3 separate regions of the Zea mays genome follow, and all the other regions are linked to region 1. The links are chromatin contacts, called in public Hi-C maps. All regions are on one chromosome and are shown on one strand. Each heading gives the region's core, a stretch centred on a gene start, on an enhancer-like site or on the middle of the called end of the contact. The rest is flanking DNA. Distances are from core to core; before and after follow the strand shown. Region 1 holds the start of LOC100282843. Region 2 holds the start of LOC100192079. Region 3 holds the start of LOC100283024.

Region 1 (3,249 bases), core at 526-3,025:
GGCGTGGATGGACCTACCATTATGATGTTATGTCAGTCTAAACGTCATCTAAAATACAAGTAGAACCATACAACTCATCGTGGAAGTTTTCAAATATGACATGTCTAATATCAATATGATATAAAATATTTTATGTTGTGCAAAAAGACGTACCATAAATCTATCTTCAGTAGAGTATGGAAAATAGGGAACGTGTTGAAAAGAGAAGTTTAAAATAGGAGATAAGATAAGAGATATGTCGAAGATAGTCTAACATATCCTTATAAACAATCGTCTTGGATGTTATACAATGTTTGTTTAAGTCTAACCGTAATTTGATACTAGATGGAAACTAAAATCGGACTATTTAAACTTATTACTGCTTTCACTCGAGTGTTAGTATTATCATTTATGTTACAATTCGTGAACCAAATAATGCCTTAGCTATAGCATGAACCCTGTATATCACGCCTAGAGAAGGCAGCGACGAGCACGTTTGACCGTTTTTTTTTTTTGCTTTTTTGAACCTTTTCCGAAAGATTTTCTCCTGATTTGTTAATCCATCACGTTTTACGTATCCTATGTGATTATAATCATCATATATACCAGTATTAACTTGTAGGTAGCCAAGCTAAGCTAGCATTTGCGGCGGACGATCGAGACACACGACACATGTAATACAGCTACCTAGCTCTCCCAAGGTTTAGTTGCATGCAAGATGCCACGTTCTTCATCTGGTCGGCACGTGTTGGACGGCTGGCTCATGAGACGCGAGCCCGACAATATAAAGCCACGTTCATTATCGCAGACCTCCTTTTGGATGAGGCCGACCGGCCGTTTCTAGGAAAGCAGTCGCCGTCCATCTCTTGCCATGTAGACGTCAGCTTAATTTATAGATTTTAGTGTCATTTATATTGACGACGAGATATCTATTTTCTAAATTCAAACTAAAAAAGACGCAATTGTAAAAATCTTTCAAAAAAGGGTCAAAAAGCCAAAAAAAAAAGACGGGCACGTTTGATGGATTGGATGTGCTTGCTACACGGCGATCACGATGCTTGATACGTACTTTCCATTGATACAACAGTGGCTAAGTTAAAGAAAAAATTCTTTAACTTATAAATATTTTAAGCCAAACTTTATAAAAAGTAGGAGAGGAACATCCCTGACCAAATATGAGTTTGTTTGATAAAGCTCTGGCTTTGACTTTTTTTCTAAAAAATAGCTTTATTTAAGTTAAAGCTATTTCGTAAATCGTTTGTTAGAAACGGCTTAGCTTAAGGTCAAAGTCATGTCTATGTATTAAAGTGTTAAAGCCAGAGCCAGATCATAAAGCTATTATTTATAACTTATTCTCGACAGTAAAAACGGCTGACTTTTAGGTATTTCCCGTAATAAACCGTTTTTAAAGAAAATGTTTAGTAGGACCTCAACTTTTTAAAAGAGAAGTTAGAGCCAAAGTTCTGCCAAACGCTCACTCGGCGGCAGGGCAGTCACGCAGTGACAACGGTCAAAACGAGACGGAGGCAGCCGCGCAGGTGTCCGTTGGCGTAGAGACGACTGTTCGCGCGCAGGCCGAAAATCGGGGCCCAATGGGCCCAGATACCTCGCGTGGGCGGAAAGCTAGCGACGCCCACCGATCCGCACCTTCCGCTGCGGGCACCAGATCCCTGCGTCCATCCAAAGCTACACCTACACGGCCACACGGGCCACACCGGCACCGCTCCCCCACCAGAAAGCAATAGAGAAGCGCCATTTCCCCCATATAAAAGCCCCCGCGTCGGCCCCTTCAGCTCCAGACGCCCTCTACTAATCCAGCCCATTTCGAACTCTCTCTAGACGCTTCCTCGGTCTCTCTGTTCACCGCCGCCCCGTACCATACTCCTCTTCGCGCCGTAGAAATGGTGAGCACGAACTGCCGCGATAGATCGATTATTCCAGGGTGGTTGTCGCTCGGTGATCCTGACGTAGATCCTGCGGTTTGCCTTGGTCGGATCGTCTGATCGTTCGGTGATTGTGTGGTTTTTTTTATGTCGCAGGCGCTGCCGAATCAGCAGGGCGTGGATTACCCCAGCTTCAAGCTCGTCATCGTTGGCGACGGTGGAACTGGTGATTCTCTCTGGCCTTCCATATGCCTCGAATGTTGTTGTTATTATTATTATTATTCGTATCCGGATGTTGGGAGATACAGTTTCTGGTGCCCGCGCCACGTTTATTGCCGTGATTTCTTAGAGATCTGGCGGACTGGGTACTGATCCGTGGTTGAGGCAGCAGATATTTTGCCCGGTGGGATTGTGGGAAGGCATATGGATATGGGATTGGTAGGGGGGCGTGGTTGGTTTGTGGGCACTGGATTCTACACGGAGGGCCGTTAGCTATTCGTGTGCTGATTTGGGGGTTTTTAGCCATCTTTGAAACGCAGTAATAGGAAAACATAGGAATAAAATGCTCTAACATCTTGAATCCTATGGATTGAGAAAGCACATAAAACTGCAAGAGCAAGTTTAAACGTATTAGACGGATCACAGGAAAAACAGAGGAATTCGATGAGAGACTGACACGAAGGAAGCTTTCCATGAGGTTCAACCTCTGTAGTAAAAATTGTTCCAAAATTCCTATGAAACAAGCCATTAAATAGGATTTGCAAAAAACCCACTCCTTTGTTCCAAAGGGGTTATTCCTATAGGATTTGTATCCTCTTGTGTTTTGGATAATACATGGGATGCATCCGGTTTCTTGCGGATTAATTTTGTTACTGGCAATTTTTGTCTTCTTGTTCTGACCAGCCTTAAAGGCTGTATCATCTTCTGCTGATAGTACCCTTGCAACAAGGATCTACTCAACAGTACCGTAAGCTGTTTGGTGACTGGTGAGAATATGGTTAAGGAGACTTGAAAGGATGGAAGATATCTAAAGATTTAGTCTTGAATATGAGTGCATGGATAACAGCTATCCATCTGCGGAACCTTAAATTGCGGTTTTGGTTGAGTTTTAACTCTGGCCTATCCCAACTTGCTTGGGACTAAAAAGGCTTTATTGTTGTACTGTTTAGTCTCTGATGAAAGGTTGAGGAGTTACTCAAAAAACTCGGCCGGGGAGGGAAAGACCGCCCTCCCGGTATTATATTAAGAAGAGACCGAAACATTGGTCCCGGCCGAGAAAATTCCCGAACCCTGGCCCCCCATCACTAACGGGTCGACGTCAACTGTCCACTCTACAACGGCCCAACCGGAGGGTGGCGCACAGGACATCGTAACCCGAGAGCGGATG
Region 2 (3,249 bases), core at 353-2,852, 320 kb after region 1:
GGTAAAAGCACTTGCATGAGCAGTTCTTTTTTCACTAATTATTCTATATCTATTCCAAACAATTGAAATTATGAGTTCAACTAGTTATTAATGCATACAGTTTATTTAACAGTTTATTTCACAATTCTGACCATAAACTTGCCTATTGGAAGAACACTAACATTGGTGATCGTTCGGGTGCCATAAATTAAAAATAAAAAATGACAGCAAAATATTATGCATTGTCTTCTGCTGAAATCGCTACTACAGTGACTGATATGAATTGGCCAGCTATTTGCATTGGTTGAACTGATACTACCAATCATTGATTTTTTTTTGAAGAAATGGCAGTAGCTCTGTCACACATATATTTAATATATTAGGTGACTTATAACTATAGAGCATAAATGAAAAATGACAGATTCGATTTAGAAGCAGAATTTTCAGTTTTTATGTTTTTCATATAAACCAAGTAGCGAAGATGAACTTCCAAACATCCAGTGCACCAGCAGCACCACACAGCTTTCAGCTTCCATCTCTGCATCACACAACATCTTTCAGCTTCCATATCTGAACTCCCCTGCACAGCACTGTATCTTCTAGAAATTGCTTTTTACTCCAACTGGATCCCTTGCCAGCGTTCGCCTTGCCTAGCTGGGCTGGGCAAGAAGCTGGAACAGTCAACGTGTTTGGATTCCTCAGTGCCGTGAAAGCAAGCGTTTCCGCCGATAAGATCGGGCGGACCGATTCGGCTCCCTTGCGCCGACGAAGCAGAGCGTGCGATCCCGTCAAATGGGGAGGAAGCATGGAACTGGAGGAGACGAGGAGGTGAAGCAGAACATACATACCGGCGAGATTGCCGGGACAGAGTAGGTCGAGCAGGCCGCGGAACCACTTCATCTCCATGTCGAGGTCCACTTTGTTTCCCATGGTGTCGAAACCCCTTGCACGGAAAAAGTCCGGGCTGAGCGCCGTGGCGCCGCCGACGGCGAAGTTGGCCCCGCTCGCGAAGTCCTCCGCGCTCCGTCCGCTCAGATACGGTCGCACGAACGGGAGGCCCAGCGTGTCCGCTGCGGCCACGTGAATCCCAAGTCTCAAAGTCAGTACTACCACGCAGTCTAAATGTCTAATGGATCAATCCGTCGATCGATTGTATGGCACTACCTCCGTAGTGTAGATAGCTTACCGATGAAGTCGACCACGAGGCGCCCATTGGAGGCGCGCCCGGTGGCGCGGTGGAAGAAGGTCTCGCCGTAGGGTGGCCGGAGCGCGGCCCCGCCAGACCCAGAGTCGTTGCCGTAGACGAACGGGTAGTTCCCCGTGTCGGCCAGCGAGTCCCCGAAGCTGAACACGCGCGGATAACAACCCGCCGCTGGCGCCACTGCACCCAATATTAGCACCACAACCGCCTCAGCAGCCGCCGGCAAGAGGAGCCCTCGTCCTCCTCTCGCGGAGGCTGAGGAAGGCATGGCGAATGAGCTCGGGGAGACGGGCACGCCGTCGAAGAGGCCGAACAAGTCTGATTGGGGAACGAGGCCTCAGCGTCACCTACCCAATATAGACATGCGGCACCGGCATCAGCATCACCAAACCAATCTAGACATGCGGCAGCCAGTATCAGCGTCTGACTTGGGAATTGATAAGGCGGGGTCCAACGGTGCTGGACTTCACCGCCCGCGTGCATGACGTGGTGGACGCCGACCGCCGTGGCCCCCAACGACGCGATTGGAACTATCCAACTGCTACATCATTTTTTTTTACAGATCAATTTCTTCTGCCACAACATTTACAGGATCAATCCCACTGATAGCAAAGGATGGGTTCAGTCTCTAGCCTTAGTTTATGTACCTGTTGACGATTTGATCCGGCTTCTGCCACAACATTTACACATTTGAGGTTTAACTTACAAGAATATTTATCCCGCAGTAGATCCTTTAGATTCAACCTCAACTATGTTGCTCTCATCCTTAATCCAATTTCCACGGACCAAGTCTCATACACTAGCGATTAGCGAGCAGGTTGGCTCCCTCTTAGGTTACCTTTCTCTCTTGAGCAAAAATAAAGTAAAATTATGCATAAATGAGGTCAGAACATTGATCGTTGACTCCACATTCACAACCTTCTAACCAATAGAACACATATATTTTTATATTATTAAAACAAAGTCTACTCACAACCATGTAACCAATAAAACACATATATTTTTGTGTCTTATTAAAACAAAACCTACTCATATGATATATAAAAACTGTAGTAATACACGGACAACTGACTAGTTCATCCTCAATATCTGTCTTTTACGGTCCCCTCCAAAAGATTTACTCCTCTATATCTTCTTCCTCTCCAGCAGAGACATATTTTACTTTTCTTTTTTGTACGTATGTATTTGTCATACTCTCAAATGTATTGTACAAATTTTGTTTTGCTAAATCTGTTGTTTAAAGTATTATAATGGATGGAGGAGAGAAGAGAGAAACTCTATATATAGATAATCCACCAACGTCCGAGTACCATTTGAAAGACGATGATAGAGGGATACATGGCAAATATCTCCACTAAATATAGGGTACATAACCCTTTTAGGGTTTATTGTTGGAGAGAGCCTTAGGCTAAATCCAACCATTCTCCCTCCAAAACCATTCTCTATTCATACTTTCTATTTATATTTAAATACCTCCTCCATGAGATTCAGCTCCCCTATATATTATACATGAGCTATTTAACTTTTATACATTAGTTTTTTAGAATTTTAAAAAAATACTACAATATTTATATTATTATAATACACATTGTTATTAAGTAATTAATTTTAAAAAGTATTTATTTTGTAGCTAAAAGCACTTATTAACTAAAGGAAGGAGATTAGAGTTCCCCTTATACATCGTGATGAGCGTAGCTCGCCCTCGTGAGGGGGAGTACACCCTGAAGAGTGGAAGGGGTGTTGAGAGGGAAACTTTGGAGAGGATCTTAATAGAAAACTATGCAATGCTTGTGTGTTGCGATGGCACACAAAAGAGTCGAAATAGAGAAGCTTAGATCAACTGGTTGATTACAAATAAATATAAGGAGTTTTTTGCAAAAAAAAAGTAGGGAGGGAGTCCAGATGGGTAAGCTTGGATCGCGAGTTGATTAAAAAGAAACATAAGGTGTTTTTTACAAAAGTGTTGCCACACGATGATGGTGAAAACCATACAAACCGGTATTTTATAGTAGTAGTCATTTTTATTTCCTTGTCCACAAAAAATACATCCTACTTTCCAAGGAATTCAT
Region 3 (3,249 bases), core at 374-2,873, 310 kb before region 1:
AGTAACACAGCTCGGCGCCATAGGCTATGGCGCCGAGGTCGTGTTGCGTTGGCACAACCCAGACGCGTGGCGTCGACGTGGCACCGAGCTCGGCGCCACAGATCTTGGCGCTGAGCTCGGTTGTGTTATTAACATATTTGTTGCAGACATGAGCATAAAACCTAGCTAGCCCACTTGGTGGAGCACAAGGCTTCTAACCTTGTGGTCGTGGGTTCAAACCCCACAGTTTGCATTTTTATTTGGTTTTTTTTTATGTCGCTGGTGTGTCCGTTCAAATTTATTTCTCACCTATATTTTTTTATCTAGCCACTACTCATTTTTTTTAAATAACTCATTAGGTATATTTTTTTTTGGGACAGTATCCAAAATCTAGATGACGAACCCTCCGCTGGAGCCACCGCCACCGCCGGCGAGTCCGTAATTGCCAGCAGGTTCCTCCGGCAGCGGCCAAGCGGGCCAGGGCACTCGTGCCAAACCTGGAACCCGAACGGTGGGTGCTGACGAGAGAGTCTCAGGAACATGATTAGCTGATGAGCTAGTTTGCTACGTATATACGACGACTCATGCTACAGGAGCGAGTACAGTAGCGAACTAGCGATGGTGTTTTCCTATTTTTGGATAGGTTATTTATTTTGTTTCTGCTGTAGCTATTTATATATCTTCTTCCACACATATAAGGCTGCAAGAGTTTCTGTCAGGTAGACAACAACTGTGTGAAGAGAAGACAGTGACGTGACTGTCCCTTTACATGCTTGTGTTTTCCCCTCTTTGTGCGGATTCCTTGTGGTGGAGATTTTGCACTACGTATTTGTTAGAGGCTCACTATTCATTTGATTGCGCAAGTGCATGCCCGAACGGCCGAACCTACAATGCTACGCCCTCGTGGTCGTGGCCTCTAATCGGCATGAGCAACCAAAGAAGGTGGAGTTTTTTTTTCTTCTTAGGCAACCCTCTTGCTTAGGCGGTAGCATTTTTCTTTGTTTCTTGTAGCTAGCTATCATTTACGACGTTTGGATCAACGAACATACGTTGTTCTGCGCCAGTGGTGTTATTGTTGTATCAAGGGATTTACGTGTCTCCTTCTATGGTAATTTCTACTTGTCCTGTCCCAAAAAAAAATATACCTAATGAGTTATTTAAAAAAATGAGTAGTGGCTAGATAAAAAAATATAGGTGAGAAATAAATTTGAACGGACACACCAGCGACATAAACAAAAAAACCAAATAAAAATGCAAACTGTGGGGTTTGAACCCACGACCACAAGGTTAGAAGCCTTGTGCTCCACCAAGTGGGCTAGCTGGGCTTTGTGCTCATGTTTGCAACAAATATGTTAATAACACAACCGAGCTCGGCGCCAAGATCTGTGGCGCCGAGCTCGGTGACACGTCGACGCCACGCGTCTAGGTTGTGCCAACGCAACACGATCTCGGCGCCATAACCTATGACGCCGAGCTGTGTTACTTCGGCGCCATAGGCTATGGCGCCGAGCAAAGTGTCCAAAAATGACATTAAAATTTTTTAAGATCTAAACGTGAATTTTTTTCCGAAAAATGGCTAAAATACAAAAAATTCGGACATGTGTGGTCTGTATAAAAGGGCGGCGGCACAAAACCTGTCTCCCAGACAAGCGAAGCCCCCCAGGCCATACTCCGATCCCCAAGCAGAATTAAACCTCACCTAACCCCATGGGCGACCACCCGGTCGCCGGGGAGCACCACCACCCTTCGGCCGCCACGGCCCTGGGCGCGCTGCTGCTGCTCCCGTCGGAGCTCCTCCACGAGATCCTGCTCCGCCTGGCCGTCCCGGAGCTCCTCCGCGTGCGCTCCGTGGCGCGGCCGCTCTCCAGCCTCATCTCCTCGCCGGACTTCCGCCGCCTGTACCACCTCTCGTCGGCGTCCTCCGGGCCCGGGCCGGCCGCCGCGTGGCTGCTCCTCTTCAAGAAGCTCCCGCCCCGCGACGCCGCCATCAGGGGCTTCCACGGGCCCTCGGGCCGCTGGTTCCGCATCCCCGTCTCGGCGATCCTCGCCCCCGCCGTGCCGCCCGGCGAGGACCTCTACTTCCTGGCCGCGTCCGGCAGCTCCTTCCTGTTCGCCGCCAACGGCCGCCGCGAGCTCGTCGTCGTCGACCTCACCGCGCGCGCCGCGCGCCGCCTCCCGCCGTCCCCGCTCGGCCCCCGCGGCACCTCCTCCTGGCGTCGCTTCGGCCTCAAGCTCGTCGCCGATCCCCCCGGATCGAACCGGTTTAGGTACCCGTCCTTTTCTTACGGAGAGGGTCTTTGTGTTGCTCACGCAAGAAAAAGAAGGAAAAAAAAACTTGCAAGCATCCCTGACCTTCTCTCTCTCCTCCTCAGTTACAGACAGTATTCGTCATCACTGCTGCCAGCACTAATTTTTATGTTCAGACGACTAGTAATTAGCAGTGCCGAAGCAACAATTTTGACAACGCACAGTAAAACTCGATACGAATCCACCAATGTCGCTTCTCGATCGATCTGACGCCGGCGGTTGCTGCTTTTCCCTGCAAGGTTTCTGTTCGCTGAGCTGGTGAACAACACGCCGTTCCTCTTCGAGTACCGGTCGGAGACGGACACGTGGCAGGAGTCGGAGGCGGTCCTGGTGGCGGAGGGGGCAGCAGAGGCGGCCGACCCAGACGGAGACGGAGACGGCGGCACCTACCTCTGCGCGGCGCACGCCGGGGCGGACTGCGTGATGGTGTACGCCGGGCCGCGCACGGACGAGCGCCCGGTCTTCTTCCGCCCCCGGTTCCCGAACGCCGGCGCCGCGGGAGCGGGACACGGGGAGCGGCTGCACGTGTACGGCGACGGGAGCGCGGCCGTGGTGCGGTCGGCGGCGGCGGCGGCGGGCGAGGACCCGACGAGCCGGAGCCGGGGCAAGGTGGTGACGGGCGTGGAGCTGTACGGGGTCGGGGCCGTGGGGGGCGACTGGCAGCTGGTGGCCAGCGTGCCGGGCGGGCTGGTGGAGGGGTTCCGGAAGCCGTACGCCGTGATGACGGGTCTGCTGGCGGAGCGGGAGGGCGTGGTCCGGCTGGTGCTCATCTCCAACTGCCGCGGCGCGTGGGACCTGGTGTGGCTGTCGTACGACCGCGCGCGGCGCGAGTGGCGGTGGGTGCCCGTGCCGGACTGGGGCGGCAGCAAGGGGCTCAACATGGCCGGCATCGCCGTCTCGTCCACCTTCTCCCGACTCTGGCCGCTGGCCGCGCCGCCGCCGGCGACCAGCAGCAGCAGCAGC

The links. A called contact is a pair of places that touch in the nucleus more often than the background predicts.
Region 2: a contact with region 1 is called in a Hi-C map of tassel, with 2.5 times the contacts expected there. The contact joins the promoter of LOC100192079 here to the promoter of LOC100282843 in region 1. A contact is called at or near these places in 2 of 25 Hi-C or Micro-C datasets (ear and tassel).
Region 3: a Hi-C map of leaf shows a contact between it and region 1, with 5 times the contacts expected there. The contact joins the promoter of LOC100283024 here to the promoter of LOC100282843 in region 1. A contact is called at or near these places in 6 of 25 Hi-C or Micro-C datasets (bundle sheath, ear, endosperm and 2 more).

What each region holds. Positions count from the first base shown.
Region 1 is chr3:219,843,514-219,846,762 of Zm-B73-REFERENCE-NAM-5.0, reverse strand. LOC100282843 reads left to right here and starts at 1,775. Exons shown (of 8, transcript NM_001155749.2): 1 at 1,775-1,883; 2 at 2,019-2,088. The coding sequence starts at 1,881.
Region 2 is chr3:219,526,519-219,529,767 of Zm-B73-REFERENCE-NAM-5.0, reverse strand. It overlaps LOC100192079, which reads right to left and starts at 1,602. Exons shown (of 5, transcript NM_001137502.1): 1 at 1,166-1,602; 2 at 828-1,049. The coding sequence starts at 1,448.
Region 3 is chr3:220,152,400-220,155,648 of Zm-B73-REFERENCE-NAM-5.0, reverse strand. It overlaps LOC100283024, which reads left to right and starts at 1,623. Exons shown (of 2, transcript NM_001394734.1): 1 at 1,623-2,246; 2 at 2,526-3,249. The coding sequence starts at 1,687.